2 separate regions of the Sus scrofa genome follow, and region 2 is linked to region 1. Evidence: chromatin contacts called from public Hi-C data. All regions are on one chromosome and are shown on one strand. Each heading gives the region's core, a stretch centred on a gene start, on an enhancer-like site or on the middle of the called end of the contact. The rest is flanking DNA. Distances are from core to core; before and after follow the strand shown.

What was found. A called contact is a pair of places that touch in the nucleus more often than the background predicts.
Region 2: a contact with region 1 is called in a Hi-C map of liver, with 6 times the contacts expected there. The contact joins two enhancer-like sites. A contact is called at or near these places in 1 of 5 promoter capture datasets (liver), 5 of 47 Hi-C or Micro-C datasets (liver, retroperitoneal adipose tissue and skeletal muscle) and 2 of 2 datasets of contacts at active chromatin or transcription factors (alveolar macrophages and skeletal muscle).

What each region holds. Positions count from the first base shown.
Region 1 is chr13:67,614,571-67,617,708 of Sscrofa11.1, reverse strand. The region is part of intron 19 of ATG7 (autophagy related 7); the gene reads right to left. Among named protein-coding and RNA genes, the nearest start is that of ATG7, 200 kb to the right of the region's middle. Within about 2 kb of position 1,823, at least 3 of the 83 cell types and tissues checked have an H3K27ac peak or open chromatin away from gene starts, as enhancers often do. A contact at or near this core is called in liver, where this site is marked.
Region 2 is chr13:67,693,796-67,696,876 of Sscrofa11.1, reverse strand. It overlaps ATG7 (autophagy related 7), which reads right to left. Exons shown (of 20, transcript NM_001190285.1): 20 at 1-99. The coding sequence ends at 67. Among named protein-coding and RNA genes, the nearest start is that of VGLL4, 180 kb to the left of the region's middle. Within about 2 kb of position 1,571, at least 12 of the 83 cell types and tissues checked have an H3K27ac peak or open chromatin away from gene starts, as enhancers often do. A contact at or near this core is called in liver, where this site is marked.

The sequences.
Region 1 (3,138 bases), core at 574-3,073:
TGCTCCCTCCCCATCCCAATTCATTCTAACCCAACACCCTGTTTTGCTTTCACCTCTGTGTCCATCACTAGCTGAAAGTTTCTTTTTTCACTTGTTTGTGATCCAGGCAAACATGGAACCTTGCCTATCTTGACAGCCACTGCATCCAGCACTTGGAAGGGGCCTTGCATTTAGCAGGCAATGAATGCACAGAGCTTCACACACAGGCTGCCAGTTACCAGGCACCCAGAAAGCTGCAGCTGAACTGAACTACACTGAATTTAACTGAGGGGAAGATGGCTAAGGACGGTACAGATAAAAATCTATCCTTGGCCACTGTCTTTTCAGATCACATGTATAATGAAGGGCTCCTACTGCGACCTGCGCTTATCAACTATTGCACGTGCAGTGGATAAGCAATGAGATCCTGCAGTATGCCACAAGGAACTATATCTAACCACTTGTGATGGAACATGATGGAGGATAATGCGAGAAAAAGAATATATATATGTGTGTGTGTGACTGGGTCACTTTGCTATACAGCAGAAATTGACAGAACATTGTAAATAAACTATCATTAAAAAATTTTTAAAAGAAATTATCCTATCTTGAATGTACTCTGACTGTTTCAAATGCATTAGTCTTATTCCTTTGACCTTAGCTCAGAAATTTAATCTTACACTTTTCCAGTCTGTTAGTGCTCCTAGTCTAATTCTTGTACAATTAACTGTGAAGGCTATCAAACTTGGAACTGAATCTCAGGTCTTCTACCAGTTCTAAAACATTGGCAAATTATTTATCCTCTCTTAACCTTAACTTCTACATCTTTTAAGTAGTGACAATGATACCCATTTCACAAAGGGTGGCTATAAAAAAATAAATGGGATGATGTACCAAAAAGGCCTATTGATGTACTTAACAGAAAACAGGTACTCAAAGCATTATAATTTCCATCCTGGGTAGGCAGTAGGAGCTCAAAAAATACTCACTAGGTGGCAACCAAATTGAGATGGAAAGCATGCCAGGAAATTAGAATATGAAGAGTGGCAGGAAAAAAACAAGTTATCAGGTGGAAGTAACAAAAAAAGGACCAAAGTCCTAAGATGTTCTGTTTTTCACTCCCCATGTAAGAATATCTCCAAATGTTCCTATTTTATGTCTTGATTCCAGTGACATGTGGCAGTCAGAGCTGAGTATCAGAAAGACACTGAGTATGAGAAATCACTGGTTAACTGCAAAAAGAAAGGATATTCCTGAAAAAGTATTTAAATCTATATATAGTATATAGTATCAGAGAACTTGTGGCAGGATTCCAATATGAAAACCACTGGGAATTTAAGTATTTCTTGACCTTATCAAGAAACACAAGTCATGATGAAAAACTGTTGTGTTTATTTGTCATTCCAAGCCTCCAACCCCAATACCGGAGCTGCTGGACACATCACCAGACTAGGGTGAAAAGTCAAAGAAAGCAATAAACTGGCTGTTTTGAACCATCCTGGGGGATGGATCTTTACAGAAAAAGGAGAAGACAAGCCACCTGCTTGGGGTCCATCACACCATTTAGGGCTTGTTAATAAGACAAATATTAGCAACAAAAAAGAAAGGAAAGGCAGCCATAGTGTCCATCTCTCATGCTGATCGCTCGGTCTGCTGTATCATTATCCCATGAAAGTCATACCAGCTCTCTGATTTCTTACCAATCTCTCCCTGACTCTCAGGTCATGTGATTTAGGAGGGTTGTTTACCCAATTTACCACTGACGATGGGAACACATCCCAGAGATCTGACCAGTGAGGGTTACTTGGCTGCCCCCACCACTGTGACTGGGTGACTAGTGACCAGCAGAGCAGGACATTGGCTAGTGCCACTGGGAACAAAGCTCCCTTCCCATCGGAGTCGCTTAGCCTGGGCCACCAGTGCCAACTTGCTATTGTGAGGAGAGAGCCTGCCAAGAAAGAGGCAATGCAGAGAAAAGCCAGGCAATGGCACATGGCAGGAAGGTCATTATTGACATTTCTTGAACACTTGGATCTAGTAGTGCCTAAGGCTAGAACTATCCATGAATTTTTCAATTACTTGAACATATAAATCCCCATGTTTGCTTAAATCTCTTTGAGTTAGTGTCTAGTTTTCAACCAAAAGAGTCTAATACAGTGAGTAATCTTGGAGAGTTTAATCCGAAAGGAGTTATCTAAAAAGACAGCTGTGACCCACTTTTTGAGTTCTCATTAAAAAAAAAAAAGAAGACCAAAACATGCAAGATGCTGGGGAAGCACCTGCATTTCTAATACCAGCAATTCCATCTGATCAATGCAAACTGAATAGAAATGAGAGGTTCTATTCACGGTGAGGTTACGGTTTGAAGAGGAGATCTATATTTCCTATGTCCTCGATCCTCCATCTTTATTTCCTGGTCAAAGAGTCAAATGTTCATTCATTCTTCCAAAAATGTTCAAAGTAAGTGGTGCATATGTGCCGGGTATTGCGCGAGGTTCAGAGGATACAAAGATGATTAGGACATTCTTATTTTCAAGAAGCTAACAAATAATTATGATTCAGGCTGACAAGTGCTGGCTGAAACTCTTCGGGAAAGGATGAATCCACATTTGCCAGGTGAGGACAATAAAAGCAGAGGGGTGAGCGGAAAGTGTGTCAAGTCCAGGGTGGCCAGGACCAGTGACTTGGGAGGCAGGCTGCAGCCGGTCTACACAAGCTGTCTAGCACTGCCTTGATGAGGAGTTGATCTGATCCTGGAGCCAAGCTGAGCCTCTGCAAGTCCCTGAGAAACTGTGTGTGTCACCAATGGGGACCACTGGCTGTGGAGGCTTGGGTGGAGAACAGTCAGACTGGAGTAGGAGGCAAGGGTCTACAACCCTAACTCAGAAAGCACTGAGAACCTATCCTATGCAGATGGCTTGAGAAGAAGGGGATCATCTGCATCTTAAATGACAAAGACTGAGTAAGAGTAATTCAGGGAGGGGGTAAAAACGCCTGTGTCTCCTCAGACTCTGGGTCACAGCTCCTCCATCCTAGGTCTTCCGCAATCTACATGCAACTCACCCACAGGGCTCAGTGTCAGGAGAGGCCTCTGCTCCATGCCTGCTTGTAGCTCATTGGGTACCCCCTTACCATTGGATCCTACAGCTGTATTTTAGA
Region 2 (3,081 bases), core at 322-2,821, 79 kb before region 1:
TCCTGCTCCAGCCACTGAGAGCCCTGTGGGGCAGCCAGGGAGGGGTCAGCCTCTCGGGGGGTGTTGTCAGACGGTCTCATCGTCGCTCATGTCCCAGATCTGCGTGGAGAAGGAGAGACACACAGAGTGTTGAGTCACTGGGGTGGCTGTGACACGCTATCAAATCCATGTAGACACGGCAATGAGCAAAAGGAACACGATTCCCCCTTGCAGCTCCCTCGTCACTATGGGATTGACAGCCCGTTTCTCGTACAAGGAAACCAGGTGTCCTTGCCTCAGGCCTCACGGGTGAGTGAGGCAGCCCCTGGCCAAGCCAGGCATGGGGACTCCGCATCTCTCCTTGCCCCAGCCAGTCCCCGCTGTGCTTGTTCCCTTGGCCCTGACCACAGGCCCCGAGAATAAGCCCTCCTGCCACCAGCCCATGGGGGCCTGCCTCTGTTCCTGAGAGAGTGTGTGTCATTGCCGGGGGGGGGGGGGGGGTCTGACCTTGAGGGTGTGAATAAGGGAAGACTAGGGCCCCCATAGATCAGTGTGTGGAGAGGAGTGAGTGAAAGCAGAGGGGACCCTGCTGGGGCAGCCCCCACGGGCCAGCTCTGTGGGGCACCAGCGTGAAGCCCCCTCAGGGAGCAAGCCCAGACCAACAGAGGCCAAGGGGCTGCTCACACCCTGGGGGGCTGGCCCTGAACTTAGGCCTACAGACTTTCAAAATTCCTAGAATTGGTTGCAAAAGGCCACCTCAACACTAGCAGAGCTGAGAGAAGGAACATGCTGTTTACACGAGGCTGGCCCGGGGAGAAGGGGAGGCTCAGCCAAGGTAAACAGCAGCCAGCCTGGCGTTCAGAGTCAGGGATGTGGAAAATAAATCACGAGAGAAGGAAATTTCCTCTCTCTTGAGGACCAGGCACCTGGGGCCAGGGGCTGGGCTGGGTGTGTCTTTCACCCCTGCCCCATGTACCCTACTGTGCAAGGACACTGGGATGGGGCCACAAAGGTCCAGACGCCTGAAGAGGCTGGGGGGTGCAGGCTGAGTGCAACCAGGCTGCCCACCCAGCTCATCCTCAGCACGGCCTGGTGCAGACCCCTAGGCCTGCCCCCTCGGGTGGGAATCAGTGGGGGGTGGGGCGTGAAGTGGTTGCTTCTCCAACCAAGACTGCACCTGATGACACCCCCCCCCAGCCCCCCGTCCTAACCACATGCCTGGGGGAAGCACATTGATTCTTTCACTCCCTTGTTCAATAAACACATGTTTATGGAGCCCTCCCTGTGCCACTTGCTGTGCACTTCTGATGCAGACTCCTGTGAGGTGCAGATAGAAACCAACTCGGAGAGGGAAGTCAGCCAGCCCAGGATCACACGGCAGGAAGTGACAGAGCTGGGAACATGGGTGAGTGAGGGGTTTTGAGAGTTAAAAAGGCTGCCAGGATGCAGGGCTGGGCAGCTGCATGGAGAGGGCCATGGCTGGGGACCCTACCAGGCTGAGATGAAGGAAAAGCAGGGGGTGAGGCCAGTGGACCAAGTCCATGACCGCCTGTCCAGGGAGGGGAGCCACCAGCGAGGCCCGGGCAGAGTCCATCCATGTCAATGAGCAACACCCTCTGCAAATGGGCTGCCAGGGTTGTTCACTGCACTTGGGGGCAGGGGCGGGCAGGGCTTTCAAGGGGAGAGCAGACGCCTCCGTCCATCCTTTCATCCATTTTACTGAGTCTCAGCTCTGGGGAAAGGTCTCAGCACCTACCCAACTCCTCCCCTTGCTCCTGGCACTGCCCAGGCTATGGAGGCCATCAGGGAAGCCACCCAGAGGGCTTATTACAAGGACTCTACGGAAGGGGTTAGGGTGATGGATTTTACTAACTGCTCAAGTTCCCTGGGCCCATGGTGAGGTGTCTGCTAGGGCAGCCATGCCTTGTGCTGTTGGCTGGGCTCAGGAAAACAGGAGCAGTCTGAATTATAAATCTCCAGAAACTTCAGCCTTGACAAATACTATGTGATCTCACCTAAGGCACAGACACTAAAAAAGCCAAATTTGTAGAACCAGAGACTAGACGGATGGTTGCCATGGGCTGGAGGGAATGGGGAGATGGTCAAAGGGTACAAGCTGTGAGTTACAAGAATTAAGTTCTGAGGATCTAGTGTTCAGCCTAGTGACTATAGTTTACAGTATTGTATCCTTTAAATTTGCTAAGAGAATAGATCGTTAAGTATTCTCACCACAAATTTAAAAAGGGATGTGAGGGAGTTCCCACTGTGACACAATGGGATCAACAGCAGGTCTTTGCAGGGCAAACATGCAGGTTCAATCCCTGGCCTAGCACAGCGGGTTAAAGGTTCCAGCATTGTTGTAGCTGCGGCGTAGGTTGCAACGGTGGCTCGATTCTGATCCTTGGCCTCGGAACTTCATATGCTACTGGGCAGTCAAAAAAAAAGGCATGTGAGTTGCTAGATGTGTTAATTAACTTGATTGTGGTGATCATTTCACAATGTATATGTATATTAAGTCATCACCTTAAAAAAAAATCACATATGCAACCTAAAAACATAGTTTTTCTCAACTATAGCTCAATAAAGTTGGGGATAAAAAGAAACTTAAGCCTCATCTCCTCCCAGACTATGGACTCCCAGGGGGCTAAGGTTTGTCTGTTCCCTGCCAGGTCCTCAGCCTCCTACATGGCACCTGGCACATGAATGTTCTCTTAATGAATGAAGGTTGTAATAAATTGGCAGAGAATTTTAAAATGTTAGTACCCAGTACCGGCAAGGGTATGGTGAAACACTTCCAGGCAGAGTATAAACTGGTAACATATTTCTTAAAAGAAGAGGTTTGTCAGTAGGTAACACAAAGCTTTAAAAATGTTTGTACCCTAAGGAAGAGGTAAATGATCTTTCTGCAAATGATATGCAAATACAACTAGAAAACCCAAGAAAATACATGCTAAGATGAATACAGACAATAATGAGTATTCAGTAAGATAGCAAGATAGGAAATTAATGACACTGAATTATAGCCTCCTTGCATACACACAATATCCAGCTAGAAAACATAATGAGAGAGAAGAACCCATTGTAAGAGCAATGGAAAGATAA